Linked DNA regions of Triticum aestivum: region 1 is linked to region 2. A link is a contact called in public Hi-C data. All regions are on one chromosome and are shown on one strand. Each heading gives the region's core, a stretch centred on a gene start, on an enhancer-like site or on the middle of the called end of the contact. The rest is flanking DNA. Distances are from core to core; before and after follow the strand shown.

Evidence for each region. A called contact is a pair of places that touch in the nucleus more often than the background predicts.
Region 1: a Hi-C map of leaf shows a contact between it and region 2, with 4 times the contacts expected there. The contact joins the promoter of LOC123072436 here to the promoter of LOC123072433 in region 2. A contact is called at or near these places in 2 of 5 Hi-C or Micro-C datasets (both in leaf).

The regions. Positions count from the first base shown.
Region 1 is chr3B:788,317,435-788,324,403 of IWGSC CS RefSeq v2.1, forward strand. LOC123072436 (amino-acid permease BAT1 homolog) reads right to left here and starts at 1,718. Exons shown (of 7, transcript XM_044495986.1): 1 at 1,298-1,718; 2 at 117-135; 3 at 1-14. The coding sequence starts at 1,674. It overlaps LOC542885 (acetyl-CoA carboxylase 1), which reads right to left. Exons shown (of 30, transcript XM_044495985.1): 25 at 6,687-6,924; 26 at 6,254-6,612; 27 at 5,951-6,161; 28 at 5,489-5,668; 29 at 3,218-5,395; 30 at 2,498-3,056. The coding sequence ends at 3,000.
Region 2 is chr3B:788,050,929-788,057,831 of IWGSC CS RefSeq v2.1, forward strand. It overlaps LOC123072433, which reads left to right and starts at 2,564. Exons shown (of 3, transcript XM_044495983.1): 1 at 2,564-2,946; 2 at 3,388-3,625; 3 at 5,526-6,036. The coding sequence starts at 2,620. The coding sequence ends at 5,665. LOC123072432 (annexin D5) reads right to left here. Exons shown (of 5, transcript XM_044495982.1): 4 at 6,647-6,862; 5 at 6,001-6,482. The coding sequence ends at 6,189.

The sequences.
Region 1 (6,969 bases), core at 468-2,967, 270 kb after region 2:
GTGGTGAGAGCCCACTGGAAGATTTTAGACAGGAGACCGGATTGTTAGGAAGTTTGTCATGTGGGTGCACCATATCCGCTTTGAACCAAATATACCACCAACATGTTTGAGCATACCTGCCCCACAAGGTTGAACCTGCAAAAGGTAAAATGGAATATAAGATATAACATAACCACCAACGTTGATCGGAGCTAGTAACATAGAAATAAATAAGGACTATTGTTTGTTGAACCATATCACATCAGCCCAAGCTTTTGAATGGACATGCAATTCAATATCGTGTTTCCTATATGTAGGTTGTCTGCATTTTGAATGCGGGTCAGATGATTCGGGGGAGAATGGGAGGTGTAGATTCAAGGCCGAGCCAGGGACAACGCGGCAGCGGTGTCGCCAGTGGAGGGGATTCTGAGGTTGACGGGTTGGAATGAGGGGGAGGGGGGCTGCCAGCGAGAAGGTGTCTGTGTGTGTGTGTGTGTGTGGGGGGGGGGGGGGGGGGGATGGCCATTCAATATTGTAAGATATAGGCCTCTGTTGGTTTACAAGAATTTTGTAGGAAAAAATTCCTTTGGAGCCTTTTGGTTTGTAGGAATTGGATTCCTAGCTATTCTAGGGTAGGAACCAATCCTTTCACATTTCAGGCCTCCTTTGGTTCATGGGATAGGATTATCATAAGAATAGGAAACTTGTAGGAAATGGGATGACATGTATCTCGAATCCTATAAGTAGATTAGGAAAAGAGATGTCATTTGATTCACATCATAGGAATTTTTTCATCGAGTCTAGGTTTATGTTTATTTTTTTTTGAAATGTGGAGGATAGAAACTAATCCTACATAGGAATAGGAATCCGTTCCTATGAACCAAAGGCCTCTAAAGGAAAAAGTTCCTACGAGAATCCTATCCTAGAATTCCAGTGAGATTCTTGCAAACCAAAGAATGCCCCAAAGAAAAAGGAAAAAAACATTAGCCCAGACTCGATGGAAAAAATCCTATTGTATGCAAATGATATCTCTTTTCATATAGTAATTGAGATAGATGTCATCTCACTCCCTATGATTTTCTTATTCCTATGATATTCATATATCCTACGAACTAAAGGATGCCATGTGGATTGATTGATATTTTATATATTTAAAAAGAAAAAACTTGAGACATATCGTGGACCAAACTACCAAATCATGTACTAGTATCATATTGACTAGTATCCATAACTCCATGTCAATAATCTGAAAATAGTCTTGTAAAAACGATCAATCAAAAAATCTCAACTGAGAAGAGTACACAGCACAGTCACACACCAGCCCGTGATCCAGGAAGCAAGAGGCGCCCACTCCTCGCCGGCGAGCTTGGCGCTCCAGTAGTAGAGCCCGCCGGAGGTCGGGTACGCCGAGCAGATCTCCGCCATGGACAGCGCCACGCAGCCGTTGAAGAAGGCCACCACCAGCCAGCCGAGGGTCATGGACGCCGGCCCGCCGTACCTCAGCCCGGCGTTGTACGTGGTGGTGACGCCGGCCATCACGCAGATGATGGAGAAGGAGAAGGCGAAGTTGGAGACCACGCCGAGGCCGCGCTTGAGCTCCTGCCTGTAGCCGAGCTGGCGCAGCCGGGCTCGGTCCGCGTCGTCGTCGCCGGCTCCGGCGGCCACGCCCGCCGCGCCGGAGCGTTGCGCGGCCATCGACTGTGCCCACCTCCTCTGCGTCCTTGTGTCGTCTGCCGTTTACCGTGGAGCTTTTGGCATATGGTTATTGGTGTAGGGTGCCGGAGTCGACAAGAATCCGCCGTTGGACCATTCAGGGCGTGATTCGACATTGTCGACGAAGGGGAAGCAGTTTATTATGTTTGCCATTGGCGCGTAGCGCAGCTGCACAGGGGGTAAACAATGGGCGTTGGATGCAGACAGTTTGACTGTATTTCTGACATGATGATAGATAGGGAGTGGGTCGGACGGACTAGATAGCAAAAGGCGGGTGCGCTCGACGGCGGTGGTGTTCCACCCGGTGACGGCGCCGAGGACGGTGGCATTCGACGTCGGGGACAGCACCGGCCGTGAGGTTGATGGCGCCGAGGTCGTATTCCGCCGGTGTTGTCTTGGTTCATGAGAAGTTCAGAGATTCAGGCCGCGCGCTCTGCTCTCTGTTCTTGAGAAATCCCCCAGTTTATTTGCCACGGCGTCGTCTTACATTCGTTCCCGTGCTGGATTCCCGCAGATTGCAAGCCGTGGAGATCAAAGGCAAACGTGTTGAAACCTGTCTCGAAACTGAATATTGCAACGAAAAACAGAGTGAAGAGCACTTGGCTCAAGATAAAAAGCTGTAGAATGGCCATCTCTGGAAGCTGAAAAGAACTACTGTAGACTGCAACTTTTTCAACAGCTTTATTTTAACCGCAGACGTTTTTGCACAGCCAGCAGCTCAAAAGAATTGAAAGAAAGATAATCACTCTGTTCTCAATGAAGAACAAACAATCCATACATACATGAATTTTAGAAGAAAAAAAACTGATGTAAGGGGCCTCGGCCCCCAATTTCATTTCTCATGAAACTGATAAAACGTCCATCATATCACCCCAAAGTTCTCAGGGTTTACATATCACATAACTGCAGCGTAAGGAAACTCGGCATTCCCTGCCACTGAGGAAACTACAACTACCACATCGACCGATCATCACATCGTATCTCGTAAATTAAGATGATGAATCTTGCATTGCAACAACTCACACCGAATATCTATCCAGCATACATATGCTTTGTGTGTACCTATCTGTAATGACAATAAACATACAGATTGTCCTGAGATGAGATGCCTCCTACCTATGTGCAAACAATGTGTTTCAGTTTTCTTCCGCTGAAAATCCTCCCCCTCCTGTAGCTCGCCACGCAAGTAAAATTTGCTTGTTCCACTGGTACCCAGTCCACCATAGACAGGACTTGCTTGGTGGCAACAAGCAAGGCCGATTTATGCTGGCTGAATGGATGCGTTATCAAAGGGCGCGGGCCAGTAATCAACCAAGAAGCTGCCTGAGGCCATCCATAACCTGCTCCCTCTTTGCAGGATCCATCTGTACAATCAATCAAATGTATGTATCAGGGAGATGAACTTAGGGACAGAAAGAATTTAATTAGGAAAACTATACAAGAACAAAGAAAAGAAGAAGCAAAAGAAACTTATTAGGAAATGTATACAAGAACAAACAAATACTAATAAGCAAAAGAAACTTACTTTGCTGAGGAGGAGCGAGAGACCGTTGGGCAAGGCCTTGGCGTCCGAGGTTTCAGCGAGATGCGACAGCAGTGTAGACGCTCTCTCGGCTTTCAGCTCCTCAAGATACTTGCCATACTTGTCAGGATCATCTTTCCAGGTGAAGAAGGCTTCATCATCGCCCCACTTCTCGCCGTCTCCTCCTTGAGAGGCCAGGTACCATTTCCTGATGCACTCCAAGGCTGATCTGTGAGTGGGCATCTGCTGCTCGCCGGCGGCTTCTCTGACTTGTTTGGCGAGCGAGTCCTCGGCAAGCCTCCTTCGCAGTCTCCTGTAGAAGAAGGCCCGGGACTCCTCCCAGTCCACCACCTTACTGATCACGCCTTTGGCAGCCATTCTTGCGGAGGTGTCGTGCAACTCAGCAAACCGGGTGGCAACCTGAGTATATATGGGCATCAGCTGCTTCCTCCGAGCAGCCATGCTCCTCCTGATGGTCTCCGCCGCCGCCGCCGTTTCCCAAGGGCTAGGGCTAGCACTAGTTTCTTTGAGGAGTTTAGCATTGAGGCTGATCAACTCAGGGTCCAGCCTTAGCATACTCTCTTCCAATTCATTTGGCTTGAATTTGATCTCAATGAGTCCTGGTGCCTCAAGGACATTCCCTCTCGCAGTCCTCTCGGCATACATCTCAATGTGCTCCGGATTGATCTTGCTGTCCACCACAACCCATGCACCTCCACGCAGCTCTCCAGCCTTTGGTATGTACACAAAAGCAGGCTGCTTGTACGTCCTCAGATTCTCAACAATCATAGAACCAGCCTGAAGGATTCCTTCAAACAGATCCCTTTGCCCACCAGAAAAGCCTCTCCAGTTAGCAAGTATGAACAACGGGAGCTCTTCACGGTTGAAATCCAGCAGTGCCTGGGCCGTTTTTGCGGCCGAATCTGGGAACCACACCTGTCCCGCTTGAGGGACTACACGCTCGGCAGAATCAAGCTGACCAGGGTCAGCAGGGATTACTTGCATCACTGTCTCGGTTTCCACAGCTATGATACCAACTGGAATCCCACCCAGCTTTGCCCTTCCAGTAATAACAGTTTTGGCCCATCCTTCTAATGTTTCCACAAAGCTTTCTCTGTCAAACATACCATCCAACCACTTGCCTCCTTGAGTGTCCTGAATGCCACAGATGGCGGCACGGGCATCACATGAATTCTCAGGGAAATATGTTACAGGTCTCTCTGGTGGATCAAGAGATTTCACAATAGGAAGAGGGCCGCCAACATAGGGAGGAACATAGCTGAGCCATTTCAAGATAGCAGAAACACCTTCAAGATCATCTGACACAGTGAGATGGACAACTCCATTTGTAGCCATGATTTTGGGGCCGCCAAGTTGCATCTGAGAGCTATAAACCTCGCGCCCCAGGAGCTTGTTCAGTGCAGAATACCCAGTCAAAATAATTGGTTGATCAAGACGTTGTATACACCGCATTCCTAACCGAGCAAGATAGGCCCCAATTCCAATAGCTCGCCCAGTCACAAATGTCAGAGTAAAGGTCTCTCTGTATGCCTTAGAGTAGGCACTGGCAATGGCACCACTTCCATGTAGATTCTCACAACCAAGTCCGTCCTCTTTCCCAACAATGGTATCAACAACCCATCTGGTTTCTCCGCTTTCCGGTACTTTTAGCTCATGGGCTATAACTGAAGAGCTTAGACGTGAATAATCTTGTTCAGTGAGGTAAATGTAGTGAAAACCACGTTCAGGGCTCTGGTCATCAGACCATCCAACATGGAAGCACGCCTTTATTTCCTCTGCTACACCAAGCCTAGCACCAGCAGTTGCTGACAAGTAAATTAGAGGAATTTTCCTCTCACAAGCAAGATTGGTGACAGCGTCAAAGAATGCATCTTCTCTAGGACCAAAAGACCCAGCTTTAAATGTCACATCATTTGCAACAACTATAATCTCCCGGCCGCCTGGAAATTCTGGTGTGGACAGCTTCATGTTCCAAGCAACAACACCAAAATTGTTGCTACCTGGAGGACGCTCAACTGGAACCAAAGGAGTACCCCATGATCCAGTTGAATCAGCAAATATAAGCTCTGTCACTTCAGCATACCGCTGGTTATGCTCATTAGATTCTGCAACATGTGAAATACCAGATTCCCATGACTTCTTCAATGCTGTTTCAAATGCCTGCGGACAGAGTATTATTACCAATCTCAGTTGATCTGGTCAATCATGTTAACCAATTGTAGAGAAAAAAAGAAAGAGATGCAGCCAACTCACCAATGGGAAATCATAGCAGTATGTGGTTTCATTTTTCCTAGCAGCGGCACGTTTCAGGTCAATAGCATCCAAAGGTTTGTATGGCTCATGCAATGCAATGCCATGCAAAGGACCAGCTGTGGGTGTGGCAGAGCGGTAGAAAAGCTGATGTGTATTGGGGTCCTCCACTTCTCGGTAAATCTGAAAGTCAAAAGAATTCAAGCATAAGAGCAATAAAGAGAAAATGGTACCTACTACTTAGAAGTCCTTTTAAGTAGTGTTTAATAGAACCTCTAAAAGCAACAGTTTGGAGATTACCCATTTACATTCATAATGGGAGTGATGAGCATTTTCTATTCACCAACTAGATAAGCTAACAAAATCATATTCGATGGTCTGTGGGGCTTTATCCATCAAAGGTAATATTTGCGGAACTGTAGATGATAATGCTCGCATAGATGTGCAATAGCTAAGGTAACTTACATCAACAGTGCAGGTATGCCCAGTTACACTGGTAACAACAACTCTCCAAGCACCATTAGCCTGCCCATCACAATCCAACCATAGCTTCACTTCCCACTGGCACACGGAAAGGCGATGCATCCTGACACCAACATGCTCATATATATTCATAACCATATGCTTCAATAATGTGCATGCTGTCTTCTCATCTTGACCAACTTCATTCGTCATCCTAACATAATGAGAAGCAAAAACCAAGTGAACATCTATGAACACATTTAATGCAATATATTTTGTGGAGAACATAAATAAATTTTGGCTGACCTTGAAGATGGAATTAGATCAAACAACCGCTGTTCTCTCATTATGCACAGATACATGTGGGAGTGGCCTGACATCCCAGTCTCACTGTGAGCACGCAACTCTATTTCTTCTAGCGCTGCCATCAATGATCTGAGTATGCTGTTAGATGTGAATGATGATGAGGCTTGAACTTCATTATCAATACTTCCAAACAAAAACCCATTGGTCACACTTGGCTGTCTGACTATGGTACGAAGAAACATCCTTTGGTCATTTGATCTCGGATCTTTCTTGTTCTTTACTAGTGTGTACATGTGCCACTGGCGATCACGTGATGGGGTGTATTTCGCGTCATTGTAACCTTCTAAATTCACTTTGTCCTGTATTTACAGATAAACTGTTAGAGGTAATGGTATTATTGAAAGGAACATAAGCCAAAATAAAAGCTGCATACCAATTCAAGGAAGGTGGACAAAGGAGGTTCCACATGGCGGAGCATCGGGTCCTCCTCATAATATAACTTGTCAGACGACCATTTGAAGGAGTGGCGCATTGGTGAACGCCCTTCATCTCTTTGGATAATGCAGCTGACAACCCTAACACCAGCATCATTGAGATGTGATGTTATAGTGTTATCCTTCAAAATCTTGGAGAGTTTGTTGATCCTTTCTTGCGCTTGATCCTCATCACCACTATAAAGAGAAAACAGAGTGGAAGAGGTAACTAAAAAAATCATG
Region 2 (6,903 bases), core at 1,314-3,813:
GCCGGCGGTGGATCCTGGCGGCATGGCGCCGCAGAGGTTCGGCGATGGACGCGTTTGGAGATGGACTCACGCGGGAGGAGAAAGCTATCTGGCGTCATGGTGACGTTGATGGCAGAGAGGCCTCGCAAGATGTCACCACCGATCTCTCAATTTCACCACTAATGTCATCGAGATGAGGCTGAGATCGCGGAAATTTTATTCCCCCACCCATCCGTCGCCGGAGCGGCGATCAGAGGGCAAGAGAACCTGCAGCCTCGCCGGCAGTGTACGGGAGGAGTTGGCCGCCTCCGTGATCGTCTTTTCGTGGATGAGGGAGCGAAGCGGTTAGCGAGATTGCTTCATATAAACCACTGCCCGCAGAAATTTGATGACAATAATTTTATAAGTTTGCCCATCAAACTGACCGCGGTGTCTAAGAATACCTCTTTCTAGAAAAATAAGAGGTAAATACATCACAGGTGCTTGAATTTGCCATAAATGTGCACTTTAATGCCTGAACTTGCAAAATACATTGAATTGGTTCCATAACTTGACATGGACGTGCATATACGGTTCAAATCTTGTTTTTATACGTCCATGATGCCAACAAGCACTCTAGGATGTAAGGGTCTAAGGGACAAGGCGTATGGCCTCGGTTTTTTTGCCAAAACCTCCTAGAATAAATTTTTTCTTACAAATAGGCCCTCAAAAAGAAAATAAATTGATCCGGGGTTTGAACCACACGCGCAGGTGTGCGTGCCTAGCCAATCTACCCGTTCAAATTTCGTGTCAGGAAAGGATTCATACACTTTATAAACATAAAGCTGAACAATGTAAATTAAAAATATTATTCCAGCAATATAGTGCCTTTGCTTTGAACCTGCAACCAGGGGCTATATAGCGGCCGCACGTACCACTACAACTGACGACGTCGAATGGTAAAATGATAAATTTAGGTTTATAATATAACGAGCTCGTGTGAGTAAAATGGACCACAGTGTGGATCAAGTTTCTACGGGTTTGTTCTTTTTCATTTCATTTTAAAAAATACGTTAATTATTATCGCATTACAAACAATATACATATATGTAAAACAAATTATGTTAAAAAGTTCATATAATTTCATGAAATACATATGCAGAAATTTAATCGAAATGCACATAATAAAATTATGAATTAGAATAAAACTTATAATTTGAAAAGATGCTTTTATTTCAAAAAATCAATGTTCTAAATAGCAGGCTATGGCATATAGCGGCGACCCTTAAAAACAGCTATAGCAGCAAATTATACATGAAATCATTTAGCGGCAACATGTTCAAACAGCTATAGCGGAACTATAGCGAGGCTATAGCCGGCTATTTAAAAGTATGAAAAATATTAAAGTAATTTTGAAATGTTCATATATTTAAATAAATTTGCATATAATTTTAATTTTTTGCATTTTTTAGTAAACTATTTATGTAGTATATCAATGTGTTCATGCTTTAACAAAAAATTGTGTTGTTTTAAAAAGTTTATATAGTATATGTTTTAAAAAGTTTATATAGTATATAAGTTTGTGTGTTTTCTAGAAAAATTACAAGCCTAGTGTGCCATTAGACTGCGGACCCTCACATGAATAATACTTGAATCATATAAACATTTTACTCATTCATAAATATTTTCAATTTAATGAATATGTTTAAAAATAACACGTGAATTATTTTTAACTAAAACGACTTGACTAAAAATCTATATCTATATTTATATCAATATAAAAAGACCTAATGAGGTAGATCCAACAGATCCCATTAGCGTTAATCCGACAGTCCTTATTGTCCTAATGGTCAGCAACCAAATATGTTTAGCGCTAAACACGTTTACTGCTAATCAATTCTTTCTTTCCCCGACCCCTTCCTTACAAATCCTTTCACACGAAAGGAAAATGCCACAGCGAACCGTGCGATCCCCTTCCTTACGTACCTTTTCACACGAAACGAAACTCCCACAGCGAACCGTCGTGTGATCCCCTTCCTTACGTAACCTTTCGCACGAAAAGAAACTGTCACAGCAAACCGCCCCACAGCGCCGCCCCATCACCTCGCTTCAGTGACGCACGCCGCCCCCATCGTCTCGACCCGCAACAGCTTCAAGGACACCGCCCCTCACATCTCCGTGCCGCCTCTACCCATCGCCTTTGCATGGCCTCGGCCATAGCGACGCTGCCGCAACTTCAAGGACACGGTTGTCGGGGACGCCGTCTAGACCGCTTGGCTGCCCGGCGAGGGTGCGTCGGAGGCGCTACCTGGACCGCCCATCGCCGTCGGACCTAAGATCAGGTACTTTTCTAAACAAAAATCAGGTATATCTTTAAATCGGATTAAGATTACACGTGCGTTGCATGAGCGCATTTAACAACAAGCGGCAGCAGCGTAGCACCGACGCCACGTGGAGGCGAACCTGTCGCGGTGTCGCCGAACAGGACCGCAGTGACGAGGCAGGGGCCACCAGGCGGCACACGTACACCGCCTACGTGTCGCCCGTCCCGGCGCAAAGCGGCACGTGTCACCAGCAACCCGCCTTCAATCCACTACGACCAGCACAGCACAGCACCGCCCCACCCCCGACCCGCCTGTCCGTTCCCCTCCTCCCTCTCCCATGGACGACCTCTCGCCGGGCCTGGGGCTGGCCGAATCCGACGCGGCGGCGGACGGCAAGATGGCCAACGGCGAGGCCTCCGACGACGCCCGCGCCGTCGAGGTCTCCGGCGGCGTCTCCGAGGACACCCTCCCCGCGGTTCTCCGCGGCTTCGTGGACGGCGTCTGGCCGCCGCCCGGCGACGGCGGGGATCCGCTGCTGCGGCGCCTCCGCGCGGCGACCTGCGAGGCCGCGCCGCGGCTGCGGGACGCCTCCAGGAACTCGGCCCGCGACCTGCTCGCCTGGACCAAGCAGGGCAGCGGCCTCCGCGCCATCCTTGTCATCTCGGTGAGCCTGCCCCTGCGCGCCCCATGCTTTCCTTTTCCGATCCGTCCCAGACACTGTTTAACACCGTAGCAACTGATGCACTCGAGGTCCTAGAAATGTTATGTAATCTAGGGAAAATGTGCCAAAAATTTGTTGGATGCAGTATTAGAGAATGGATTAACCGTCATGTGAAATCCATCTATCAGCGCTCATATGAAATTCATCAATCTGTGTCAGTACCACCAATTTGTACTTGGTCGTTCTTGAAAACATGGTAGATTTATATATCGATATGGTGTGTAAGCCCATCAATGTTGTATGTAGGAATCATTTTAGGTATGGAATATACCGTCTGTTTGTCTACTTGATATGCCATAATCCCATCGATGTTGGATCATATTTATGGTCAGAATAGAATACTAAACCCGCACAGATAATTAATCACCTTTTCATCCGTTGCAGGTCGGAACAATCACGATGATATCACTGACTGGCCTGCTGATTTTCATGTCCTTCCTGCTGGTCGCGACCGCTAATGCCATTATTGTTTCAGTTCTTATGTCCTTGGCAGCCGCTGGAGGATTCCTGGCCTTGTTTTTTGCTTGCTTGGTTGCAGTGTATGTCGGAGCAGTATCAATTGCCATATTCGTCATCTCTGCCACTGTTATCTCTGCAATTGTTGGAGTCATGATTGCTACTGGTATGCCATCTCTCTGTCGCTTTGTTTATATATCCTGGAGACAAAATAACAAATAATTTACTCGAGGTTTAAATGATTGTATTGTTGTATGCAACTTCTAGGGGCATAATGATCATTAGTTAGGCATCAATTTAAGTGTTTTAATAGTTTTCCTCCAAATACCTACTTGGTGCATCACCATTATGAAGAGTATATCTAGGACTAGCCAAAAATTCCTTATACTGGTGATGTTCTCAACCATCTTGTCATCACAAAACCAATGAGCTAAGTATTGAAAGTACTCTTCTTCTTTAGTTAATTTAGATAGTGTTAGTGCATTGGATAACTTTGCGGCTGGACTGTTTCTGTTCATACTTCTGCCTGTGTAATTAGATCGGAATCCAGCTTGCATGGCCTACTAATAGAGCCATAAATTGCCTATGCTCTTGCCTTAGTGTCCAAGCCATTTGCATTGAAATTGCATTTCTTTTATTAAGAGGAACATATAATCTTTGTAAAGCAATTCATGATAGCAGGATTTATTTAATCCACTTCATGTAACTTCTAAAGTGACTTATAAATGAGGAAGCATGATTATTTCTTTACATTGTGGTATGTGATTTTTAGTGAATTATTAATTCAGACTGTTGTGTTCTTGAGTGCCGTGTTCTCCAGTTACTAGCTTTCTTGCACATGTGATGCTCCTTTACTCATTTTCGCAACATATGATGCGTTATCTGAGTTGGCACCGAGTAGATGATTGAAAGAATGTTACAATGTTGACCAAAAGAATAGCTCCGTTCATACTTGCTAATGATTATTAACTTCCCCTAATAGGCACTAAACTGTGCCATTGAGTAGCTCCTTCCATCCTTGCTGATGATCATAATTTTCCCCAATTGCCACTAAAGTGTGCCATTGAGTAGACAAAGGAGGGAAGGAGATGAGATTGTGGAGAGATGTAGAGGAGTGAGGTATTACCATGAAGACAAATAAAACGTAACTAAGAACTATTAGGAAACTTCCACCGTTTTTACAGCCATTCATCAGATGCGATTTGATGGGTGGTTATGGTAAAGAGTTATTTCCATAAAAAAAAGTGATAAGTGTCCCGACACAACCTGTACTTTTATTGGGTATGTAGATAAAAAATACTTACCGTTGCAGCCGGATTATGCCCATTTTATACTCTTGCCCGTGAATTTAGATCAGAAACAGGGACTCTGTTCTTGCATGTTTGCTCTCCAATTTAGTACTGGTTATTACTTTACCTATTTGCCTTCTCAACTTTCCAGTGGACTCATTGGCATTAACCTGTATTCCTGCAATTAAGATGAACTGGATTTTATGTACTAACAACATTAGCTCTGTAACAGTAATTTAAGATAGCAAGTTGTTGTTAGTTAACTTATGTACTTTCGGAGCCTAACTGTTGACAGAGGAAGCAGAAAGAAGTTTTTATGCTAGTTAAGTTTTGTTGTAACAGACACCGTTTGGTCTTAGACTTGTTTTTGTCTAGCTAACCAGGGGTATCATGTAGAAGCATCTTGGCTAGTCCTTGAAACGTAGGGGTGATTTACAAGCTTTAGCTGTTCAAATCAACTTCTCCATGCCATGGAACTTTATGAAAGGGGAGACGTGGTTGGCCAATCATGTGGAATGCAGTGTCAGTTTTAGGCAGAGATGCGGTCGGCTGGTCCGTGTGGAATATATTGTTAGTTTTAAGGCAGGGATGTGATCGGCCAGTCCTTTGGAATATGTTCCCGAATTATTGTTCCTTTATTGATGCTTCATATCTGGAAAAGTTAGCATAGAATGGTCATGTTGATTCCACAGGAATAATATCTCTAATGCAACTTTCACGTCCGAAGTTTTTTTTTTACCAATATCACCTGCGCTAACGTGATAAAATCTCGTGCAGGTTGGATCGGATTCTTTTGGATGATTTGGTTTGCCGCAAGGAAGAGCCTGGACCTTACCAAGCACTCAATCGGCATGACGACCTCTGCTATGCAGTCGTATTCAGCTTCTCGGAGTGTGGGGCAGAAGTCCATAGACTGACTAAGATAGCAGCAAGTGGTTTAGCTACACAGCGCTGTCTGTTATCGCGTGATGTTTCCGCCTCGCTGCCCTGCTGTTGTTGTGTTATATATGCTGCCTAAAGCGTGTCGTATGCGAGTCACCGCTTGTCGAGTATGTTATTTCGAGTAGAGGACATGAATCCGTGTATAGTTATCCCGGTCTAGTGTAAGGTATCCTCGCGTCCCTGAACTTTCGGCATCCTGTGTTGTATGCTCGTAGTAACGAATAAGGCAATAATGCCGGCGAGTGCGGGCTAGGTTGTGGTGTTGTGCTGTAAATGGAGGTGTCCTCCGTGGCTATGTTGAGGCATAGAGTGATAAAAAAAGACAGTAGCTGTCAATTTCATTTCAGTGGTAACATGAACATAGTGAGCAGTAGCCATAGCGTTCGCCCCTCGCCGCTTTGTCACTGGAGTTGTTCCATACAGTCGGAAGAAACAGATGTATATACACAGGTAGACCCACAGGTCTATCAGCAAGGTGGTCTTGGTGGTGAGATCGTGTTAGCGGTCGCGGCCGACGAGGGAGAGGAGGAAGGTGCGGTAGTTGCCGGAGGTCTCGGAGTGGATGGCGTCGGCGAGCGAGCGCTTGTACTTCTTGTGGTACTCGGCCTTGATGTACTGCATGTCCACCTCCGCCCTGGTGACCACCACCCGTATCAGCGTCGTGTCGCTGGTGCCCAGCCCCTTCATCGCCTTGTGCAGCGCCTTGGCGAAGTACCTCGCCGGGCTCTCGGCGCACCGGAGGATCGTCAGCAGCCCCAACTCGAAAGTCCCCGACGTCTCGCTCTTCACGGCCTGTGCAAGCAATAGATGATGCCCTTTTTATTACTCCCTCCGATTCAAAATAAGTGTCGCAGTCTCAAATCGGTTGGAACCGGAGCGTTACTTTCTAGGCCTGATTGTACGTGGAAAATGAAGGAAGCTGGAAGATGTAGGGGGCTGGAGAAAAGAAGCATTACCTTTTCCAAAGAGCGCGCGTACAGGTGGTGGTAGGCGCCGGCGACGGCGGCGAGGTGCGCCCAGCTGCGCTCGGTGAAGACGCGGATGAAGGCGCGCTCGTCGGTGCCCAGCCGCCTCTCGCCGGCGCGGTACAGCTCCCTTGCGTCGCGCGCCGCCGCCGCCGGGTCCACCTCCGGGCCCTCGTACCGCGGGATCCCCAGGTACGCCAGCAGAAGCTGCATCCAGCCATCATCAACAGCCGATATAATGGTAGATT